2 separate regions of the Mus musculus genome follow, and region 2 is linked to region 1. Evidence: chromatin contacts called from public HiChIP or PLAC-seq data. All regions are on one chromosome and are shown on one strand. The core of a region is the stretch at or near the end of the contact, and the rest is flanking DNA. Distances in the headings are between cores, read along the strand shown.

Evidence for each region. HiChIP or PLAC-seq counts read pairs in DNA pulled down with a chosen protein or histone mark.
Region 2: a contact with region 1 is called in an H3K4me3 HiChIP or PLAC-seq map of bone marrow-derived macrophages, with 5 times the contacts expected there. The contact joins two enhancer-like sites. A contact is called at or near these places in 46 of 484 Hi-C or Micro-C datasets (B cells, CD4 T cells, CD8 T cells and 28 more), 12 of 115 datasets of contacts at active chromatin or transcription factors (the HPC-7 cell line, bone marrow-derived macrophages, embryonic stem cells and 5 more) and 2 of 9 other capture datasets (adipose tissue and liver).

The regions. Positions count from the first base shown.
Region 1 is chr15:25,825,763-25,830,631 of GRCm38.p6, reverse strand. No RefSeq gene overlaps it. Among named protein-coding and RNA genes, the nearest start is that of Retreg1, 15 kb to the left of the region's middle. Within about 2 kb of position 2,006, at least 103 of the 459 cell types and tissues checked have an H3K27ac peak or open chromatin away from gene starts, as enhancers often do. A contact at or near this core is called in CD8 T cells, adipose tissue, bone marrow-derived macrophages and 3 more, where this site is marked.
Region 2 is chr15:25,912,500-25,917,368 of GRCm38.p6, reverse strand. All of the region lies in intron 3 of Retreg1 (reticulophagy regulator 1), which reads right to left. Among named protein-coding and RNA genes, the nearest start is that of Mir7212, 33 kb to the left of the region's middle. Within about 2 kb of position 2,193, at least 128 of the 459 cell types and tissues checked have an H3K27ac peak or open chromatin away from gene starts, as enhancers often do. A contact at or near this core is called in CD8 T cells, adipose tissue, bone marrow-derived macrophages and 3 more, where this site is marked.

The sequences.
Region 1 (4,869 bases), core at 757-3,256:
GCAGTGCCTCATAGGTGACAGCAATTTTTCCTACTTGTGAACTGTTGCTTAAGATCCTTGTGACACCACTTAGCAGGGTAACACTGGCTTTTCTGGAGACAGGAAGAGATGAAATGTTTATCTTCTCCAAGAAGCAGAGTTCTGTACGTAAATTCCTTAGTGTTTTTGTTTGTTTGTTTGTCTGTGTTTGTTTGTTTTAATTGAGCTTCATCTGTCCCTAAGACCATGGAAGGGAAGGAACAGAGGTGAATAAATACCTTGCCATTGATGGGTACAGAATCAAACATGGAAAGAGGGAGCCAACACTTTTAGAGCAGCTAATAGCAGCCAAGGGGGCGATAGGAGGAGAAATTCTACTGGTAAGTATAAGGGCCATCAGGGACCCTGGTCTAAATACAGAGGAGCATACTAACTTCAATAAATTACATGAGGTTGGTGAAAAGACCTTTGCCGTTTCCAAAATTAGAACCAAGTGTTTGCAACAAAGAAGGCTTCTGAGCCAGGGTTTCAAGAGTGTGATGGCTATTCTTGGTTGTCAACCTGACTGCTTCCAGAATTAACAAAAACCCAAGCAGCTGGATATACTTGGGAGAGACGTTTTTCTTAGTTAAATAATTTGAAGTGGGAAGACCAAGTTTTAATCTGGATCTTTTGAGGTGGGAAAAATCCACCTTTAATGTGGGCCACACTTTCTGAAGAACATGGAAGAAGGAAGCTTACTCTTTGCCTGCTCTCTCTCCCTCTGTCTGGCAAGTCCATTCCTTTCCTGGCATTGGAGGCTACTTCTTCAGGATTCTGGTGTATACTGAAGACCAGCTGAGATGTCTGGCCTTGTGGACTGAACAACTACTGGATTCTCAGAACTTTCATTGGTAGATAACCATTATTGAACTAGTTGAACTACAATATATAAGCCATTCTAACAAGTCCCATATATACATATATATGAATGATATGTCCCATATATAATAATTAATTCTGTATATAATGTATATACACATATACATGAATATGTATGTATACACACACACACACACACACACACACACATATTCACTCTATAAGGTCTGCATCTGTTCACCTAGAGAATCCTAAGACAAAGAATATCAAGTTTTCCAGACAAATGGGTAGGCATCCCAAGTAAAGGGACCAGAACCCAGAACATGCAACATCAAGTGAGCATGGCATTCTTAAGAACTGACAACTAGTTAGTTCCTGCTTGAACATAGGATGCTTACACATACAGTGTCCCAGTTAGGTTTGTATTGCTGTGAAAAACTTGAGTTTGATTCTCCAAGGCCCGCACCATAGAAGAAGAAAACCAGCTCTGACAGCTTGTCCTCTGACTCCCACACCTACACTTTGCCACACGCACAAGCACACACAGACGTGTATAAATAAAAACAAATGTGAGTTTAGGAAGAAACTAATGATCATGAGATTTGTTGTCCTTACCAAGACATGGAGTAGAGAGGAAAGACAAACGAGAGAGAGAGAGAGAGAGAGAGAGAGAGAGAGAGAGAGAGAGAGAGAGAGGCTTGAGTTTTGGAGATGGTGCATTTCAGCTAGCCAGGTCCACTAGGACAAGCGCCCAGAAGACCTCTTGCTATTGAGTCGATTCTAGAATCCATGTGGTGTTCCTGGGTATGTTAGTGCCAAGGCACTAAGTGGCAGAAGCTAGGTGGCTTCATTTATGTCTTCCAATAAGCAAATCACAGAGATAAGCAAGCATAGGTGGACAATACAAAAGCCTGGAATTCCTCAGGGTGTGTTAACATTCTAATACGTATTAAGTGCAATGAAGGAGAACAGCGGGCAGCAGATCCGGACAGCTCGTTGAAAGAGAGGTAGGGGTGGTCAGGGAAGTGATGTTTTGAGTCGAGAGATGGAAAGCAACACAGTCACGTGACATTCAGGAAGCCAGGCCATGTCAGACAGAGCAAAGGGGAAGTGTGGGAGTCTCAAAGCTTAGACTGTCTTGCAAATAACTACTCAAGAAACCACAGGAACATCGCAGCAGCTGAACAGAGAGGTCAAGGGCAGGAGGCGGAGAAATGATAGCAATGAGCCCACAGAGCTAGTGGAAGAGAACGCTCACATGGAGAGAACGCTCACATGGCAAACAAGCACTTGTGAAACAGTGGTGACATGCTTGCCAGTGTTCCATTGGCATGACAAATCCCTGAGAAGGTCAACTGCAGGGCGGGCGGGTTAGCTATATTTTACTCACAGTTTCGAAGGTTTCAGTCTGAAGTCAGTTAGAACCACTGTTTCTGAGCCAGCACAGCATTGTGAGGGTGTATACTGCAAAGCTGCTCACCTCGTGGTGGTCAAGAAGGAAGAGTAGCAGGGAGGGCCCCGTTGCATTGTGTATGTCTTTAAGAGCACACTCTACTTTCCTCCAACTCAATCCCACCCCCAGATTCCCACCACTTCCCAGTTATACCTATAAATTACTAATCCATCCACAGACGATTCCATTGATGAGTTCCAGCCCTCAGGAGCTGCTTTCTCCAAAGTCATGCCTCTAAACACTGCAGTACTAATGTTCATCAGAGGAGTCATTTGAGGGCACACCTCTTCCAGCAGATGGGTTTTCTGCAAGTGATTCGATGTGACTTTCATCTTTAAAAGGCTGTTTAGGTCACCAATGAGGAGACTAGCATGGCATCAAGGATACAGGCTGACATCTGAAGGAATGTGAGAATCCGGGAGAGAATAGCAAGCATTCTTTCTTAAGTGTACTGTGCCTCACATACATCGTACTCAGCCAAGCAGAGGTGGAAGGAAGCAAACTAGATAGAAAGCCCATATGCTGAAGGGAGGGAACGTCACTTCTAAATAACACTAAAGACCCAGGACTGGGAAGCTGGGATCTGTGACAGAAAGGCAAAGAGCGCCTGATGAGTCTTGCGTCTTCATGCTGAAGTAAGTACGGACTGAGTACAAAAATTTAAACAAGACTATTGAAATAGGGATTAGGGGTGTCAGGGTACCACAAGAGCTGAATGGCTAGGGGTTCCTGAGAGATGAATGTGGTGGGGGTACTGTTGAGTTTCTGCAGACCGTGGCCATACACCTGAAGCGAGGGTCGGAGCCTGTGTGGTACACATGCACCCATAGGCCCAACTTCATGGGGGGCTTGGGTAGGAGGATAGCTCAAACCAAGGAATTTGAGGCCAGCCTGGATCCCACAGCGCAGCCCTATCTACTGTGTGGGAGCTCAGGACTGCAATCTTAGCACTGTGGACACTGAGACAAGCGTGCTGTAATTTCAAAGACAGTCTGGGCTTCATAGGCAGACACTGATCCTGAGAAAGGGAGAAAGAAAGGAAGAAAGAAAGAGAGAGAGAGAGAGAGAGAGAGAGAGAGAGAGAGGGAGAGAGAGGGAGGGAGGGAGAGAGAGAGGGAGGGAGGGAGAGAGAGAAAGAAAGAAGAAGGAAGATGGAGAAGAGGGGAGGGAGGGAGGAAGGAAGGAGAGAAAGAAAGAGAAAAAGAAAAAGGGAAGGAAGGAAAAAGGAAAGTGAATCACTGTTTCTCCATCAGCCTTCAACTGTTCAACTACAGAGTATTAGTGCTGCCCAAACAAACAAAACAAGTAGGTACTCTGTACATGTATGTGCCTAGACATATATGCATTGCTTCATAGAGTTATGAAAACCAAGAAACCCCACAGGCTGTTGTCTCTGAGCTGTCCCCTCTGGAAAGCCAACAGTACTGGTCAAAGGTCTGAGGTCCAGAGAGCAGTGATCCGTACACCAGCGAGGTTTCAATACCTGAGAGTCAAAAGCTCTCACGGCATACCAATGATCCTGCTTAGGCAGACAAAGCGACCAGAGTAACGTCAATTTTTCTCTGCCTTTGGCTCTTGCAAGTACTCTGCAGACTGGCGGGTGTAGGGATACTGAGGAGAATCATAAGCTCTGCTTAGCCACCAATTCAAGTGTTGATCTCCTCCGGAAACTCCCTCCTAGATACATCCAAAACTTGTGTTTAGTCAGCTGTCTGTGCCTCCTGGAGCTCAGTGAAGCTGACTCATGAAATTAACCATTACATATGAACTTGGAGAGATGGGTGGATCGTGGGTAGAATTACTCAATGCAGGGGGAGGTAGGCACAAAGTGGGAGTTGGAAGTATATAAAAAGGAAAGTTATTGCGATTCTGAACTGAGAGTGGAGACGGCAATGGACATTGAAGAAGGCAGTGACGTCACTCATCCAGAGGTAGGGTGGGGGTTGGAGTAATGATTGAAAAAGTATCGTTGGGATGAATGAGTTTGGAAGAGATGAGGATGGAGCGATTTGGGAACAGAGACTTGAGTTTGGAGGACGAAAGAGGTCATGGAGCCAAGAAGCCAGGCGACTGGATGGATTATTCTCGAGAGGAAACGCTCTGTGGCAGAGCTACAGATAAAGGCAGTTAACCCAAGCTTCTGTTCTGTCTCTGGGATAGAAACCCTGATCGACAGGAGTTTAGGGAGGGCAGTGGCTTAAATGAGAAGTATCTCCAATCCAATAGATTCACGTAATGAATTCTTGGTCCTCAGGTGGTAGTACCTTCTGGAGGAGGCTACGAAATCTTTAGGAGTGGCGGCCTTGCTAGAAGAAGTACGTCATTAGGGGGCAGGCTTTGAGAGTTCACGGAGAGGAAGTACGTCATTAGGGGGCAGGCTTTGAGAGTTCACGGAGAGGAAGTACGTCATTAAGGGGCAGGCTTTGAGAGTTCACGGAGAGGAAGTACGTCATGGGGGGGCAGGCTTTGAGAGTTCACGGAGAGGAAGTACGTCATTAAGGGGCAGGCTTTGAGAGTTCACGGAGAGGAAGTACGTCATGGGGGGGCAGGCTTTGAGAGTTCATGGTGTTGCTCCA
Region 2 (4,869 bases), core at 944-3,443, 87 kb before region 1:
AAGTCCCCCATGCCCTCCCCCCCACTCCCCTACCCACCCATTCCCACTTTTTGGCCCTGGCGTTCCCCTGTACTGGGGCCACACGAAACCTTCTGGGGAACGTTTTTAACCATAGCCCTTACTACTGGGCAAGAGGGTTAGGCAAAACAGTCCAATACCAGGGCTGGGAAGGTGCCTCAGTGGGTAAAGAGGACTTTCACCAAACCTCATGACCTGAGTTCAATCCCCAGGACCCACAGGCCGGAAGAACAACAGCAATTTCTTCACACTGTCCTCTGATGTCCACATGTGCGCCACAGCACACAATAAATAGATAAAAATATCTACATTGTTTTGAAAGGTCTAATGTCAATTGATTTCCCTTGACCAGCTCCAAGTCATCCTCACTCATCTGTCCCTGCCCCCCCCCCCGCCCCCATCGCTGGCAGAAGAACCCATCTAACTTAGCTGGATGAGTCTAACAGCTCTTCTCAGAGAGAGGCTCTACCACACATGTTAGAGACTTCTGAGCCCTTTAATCTCACTATAATGTCTGAAATTAAATGCCATTTCCTATACCCTAAAGGAATGGGATCTCAAGATTTTTTTTGTTTGTTTGTTTTCCAAGACAGGGTTTCTCTGTGTAGCCCTGGCTGTCCTGCAACTCACTCTGTAGACCAGGCTGGCCTAGAACTCAGAAATCCGCCCTCCTCTGCCTCCCGAGTGCTGGGATTAAAGGCTTGTGTCACCACTGCCCAGCGCTATTTCAAGATCTTATTCCTTGCTAAAGGGCAAGTCCTTTGAGAGAGAGGGAGAGGGAGAGGGGAAGGGAGAGGGAGAGAGGGAGAGAGGGAGAAGGAGAGGGAGACAGAGAGAGAGAGAGCACTCTCACTTAAAAAAAATGCATGTGGGCCTTGGGTACCATGTGTCAGTGAGTCATCTCCACCTCTCCACATGATGTGACTGCTGTGTTTTTGACAGTGCTCAGGGCAAACACCAGGGAGAGGAAACACATTTAGAGCAGGAACTCTCTGCCTTTGGCTATAGTCACAGAACCACTGCGTTTTAGCAGGGGTAGGAACTGAGATCAGCACAGCCCTGTCCCTCCATTTTACCACAGCCACAGGAGAGAAAGAAATGATGGATCTCACAGGACCCCAAATCCGAAGAGATTTCCAGAGCCATGGTGCAACCCTGAGTGGTGGAGAACGCTAGGAAACTTAATCCTGCCACACATACCCAACTCCACTAAAGTGGAAAGCAGATGGCGCCTGGCTCCCACTGTGAGGACCCAGATGCCAACCTCACAGACAGATGAAGAGATGGGACTTGGACCACAGGAGTCTGTGATGTGAGGGATCTGGGCAGCTGCAGGATTAGTGCTTGATTCTGCTCCTGTGGTGTCTGGGGCTTGGCATAAAGGCAGCTTCGGATCAGTGGCTCTTCTCAAATCAAATGACAGTAACGACAGAGACCAAGAGCAGAGATCAGAGGAGCCCAATGTGCACGGCACAACAGTGCTGTTAAACGTTACATCTCTGTGAGCTGCATCCTGGCTGAAGCTCTGCGAGGCTGCTGCTCCCACTGTCCTCATTTTAAAGGCAGTACTGCAAAATCCAGAGGATCTCCAGGGCCTTAACTAATACAGCCCTTCCTCCTGGCATAGCACAGACCTGCTGAGCCTCTGAGCCCCGACAGGGATCACAGACCCAGTCTGTGGACGGAGAGGAAAGACAAGCACGTTGCTTGTTAAAGTAACACTGAGGAGCTCCGGAAAGAACCTGATGTGGTCTCACTCTACTTTCTAAGATTTTTCAGAGGTGACTCGAGTCACCTTTTCAGATATAAGGTCACACACCCTTAAAAGGAGCCCCACCTGCAAAAGCCTTAGCAACCCTGTTTACCCACAAAGAACAGGGTTTCATTTTTTAAATGGCCTATCGACATCCACAGTTAGAGCCCAGAGAAAGGAACAAGGCTTGGCTTTGTGGACCATTAAAATGAGACTAGAGGAAATAAGTTATTTTATCTCTGGACTCACGTGCTATACCGCAAGCCAACTGGGAGAGTCCCTGGAATTTGGTGACTAATCAGATGCTGGCCTGGGAAACACACCCCTGAATGTCATCAGACTTCAAGCATTTGCCCCAGGAATCCAGAAATAAGCTGTCATCAAAGGGACGTGTGCCCTCTGGAAACAACATCCAGGGCACATTTCGTAATCTGCAGCTGGGACTCAGAGAGCCAGGAGACAAGGAAAGGTCAAGACCGGGCCTGGCCCTTACTGCCTGCTCGTCTTGTCTGGAGCCCCTGTGTTCCTTCTGGAGCAGGAGCTCACGAGCGGTTGGCAGGTGTAACCATCGAGTCCCGCACTTGCCTCAAATGTGTTTGGAGTATCTGTCAGACCTTCACAATCATTTTATTCAGCAGCTAGTTAATGTCAGGTAATTACAGGTCCTCGGCTCTCTACTTATCAAATATGACTGAAGTGAGTGGCATGTTTTTAAAATAACCTTTATTTTTAAAAGCAGCGTAGCCTTGCATAAGGAAAGTGGGGATGGCATTTGGGATGAACAGAGATGTGCTCATCTTGAAGACAGCACATGGCCAAACACTTTTCCATGTAAAGTTTGTGTGTTTATATTCCTCTGTTTTCTGGGTTAAGAAAAGAATGTGTCTGACATTATATATACATACACACACACACACACATATACATATATACACACATATATATAATCAGTTCTTCTAAAAAATGTTTATTTATGTCTGTAATAGGTGTGGGGGGGCACCACATATACAGACATCAGAGATTAACTTTGAGGAGTCTCCTCTCCTTCTACCCTGAGGATTCCAGGGTTCAAATTCAGGTCCTCACACTTGGTGGCCCTTATATTTGGTGGCATGTGTCCTTTCCTGCTGAGCCACTTTGCTGGCAAAATCAGTTCTTCAGAATCCTTGTTCTAAGCTTGTTATTTTGTGTTTTGTTTACAATGCAAAGGATCAAACCCAGAAGCAAGCAAGGGCCAGATTTCTGGGCCAGCACTCCCACGCTTTTGCAACTGTTTCAATTTGGCTCTAGGGACTCCAAAGGGAATTTCTCAAATCAAGCACCTACCAACTACAAAATACCAACATAACAAGCCTGTCTGTGGGGTTTTCTTTCTGATGATGACCTTGGAGCAGTTGCTGTAAACTCGTGCGGCTTCTCAAGTACCAACCGAGCTCATGAGTTTGGCCTTGTCAACACATGCGTTGGTGATGCTTGGAAAGGTACAGACAGAGGCGGACCATACCTGCAGTGGCAGAGCTGCAGAGGCTTTCTGCCATCTCGGAAGGAAACCGTGCACAAACACTACTGTCACCCAGGAGTGATGTCACAGATCCCATCCTAGCACAAATTCGGGGAAGAAAGTCCCTGAAAGGCTGAACTTCTCACGCCCTTTGATTCTGTCCCTTCCCAAACTTCATTCACAGCCCAGTGAATCATTTACTAGGATAACCTAGTCTGGTAAAGCTACAGACCCGTTAATGAGAAACTGGAGCTAGCACTGGATCTAACTGGTGGTTGTAAGCAGAAGAGAACGGAGTTATAAGAAAGACAGCATCCAGTCCATGCTAATGTGGCTCTGAGCGTTCTCAGCTCAGCTGCCGTGGAAAGAGGGGCAGGAAATCTCACACCCCCTCACACCAACTGCAGGCTACCCAATGTTGAGAGCGTAGTGAGACACAAGACAGAAGTTAGAGCACACTGGGAAGACGTGCCTAATAGCTCTGTAGCCTGTCCCATGGGTCTGTGTGGACCAAAGATACTGGAGAGTCAAGTAGCTGTTGGGGGGTGTACTGGCTAGTTTTGTGTCAACTTGACACAGCTGGAGTTATCACAGAAAAAGGAGTTTCAGTTGAGGAAATGCCTCCATGAGATCCAGCTGTAAGGCATTTTCTCAATTAGTGATCAAGCGGGAGGGCCCCTTGTGGGTGGTGCCATCTCTGAGCTGGTAGTCTTGGTTCTATAAGAGAGCAAGCTGAGCAAGCCAGGGGAAGCAAGCCAGTAAAGACATCCCTCCATGGCTTCTGCATCAGCTACTAATTTCTGACCTGCTTGAGTTCCAGTCCTGCATCCTGTGGTGATCAACAGCAGTATGGAAATGTAAGCCGAATAAACCCTTTCCTCCCCAACTGCTTCTTGGTCATGATGTTTGTGCAGGGATAGAAACCCTGACTAAGACGGGGGTTAGTCAGAGGAACTGACAAGGCCAAAGCACAGAGCTGGGCAACTGTGCAGTACATAATGTTGATTATGTGCCCACTATACCGGGAGCCCCAGGGTGAGTACCGTCTGAACTGTCTAAAGCTGCCACAACGAAGAAAGCATAACTCACAATCACACCAATGTCACCTTCTGAGCTTTTGTGTCCCCACTGCTCCAAACTATGATCGTCTGCAAGCCCTTCCTAAAATAAGCCGCCTCAATCTCACACTTGACTCCTCCCTTAGAACCACAGATTAGATGGATGAATAATGATTGATTGATTGATAGATGGAAACTTATAAATAGATAATACAGAGATAAATATACACATATATTCACGAATAAAACTAAAACTTAATCTTTATGCTTTTGTTAAGTTATTTTGTTGGTGGTGGCGGCAGCAGTAGTAGTACTATAATAAAATAACCAAAAGGTTCCCTTAACTCACAGTTTTGGAGGTTAGAAGTTTAAAGTTGGGGGAGCCCCATTGGTCTAACTTTCTAAGTGCCTAACCATAAATGTATCAAGGGCAATGAGATAGCATTGACAGACAGAATGCCAGACTCCAAGAAACGAACCAACCTCGATCTTCCTGTCATAACCCTCTTGAGAGAGGTAAGGAAGGGATCTCATGGAAA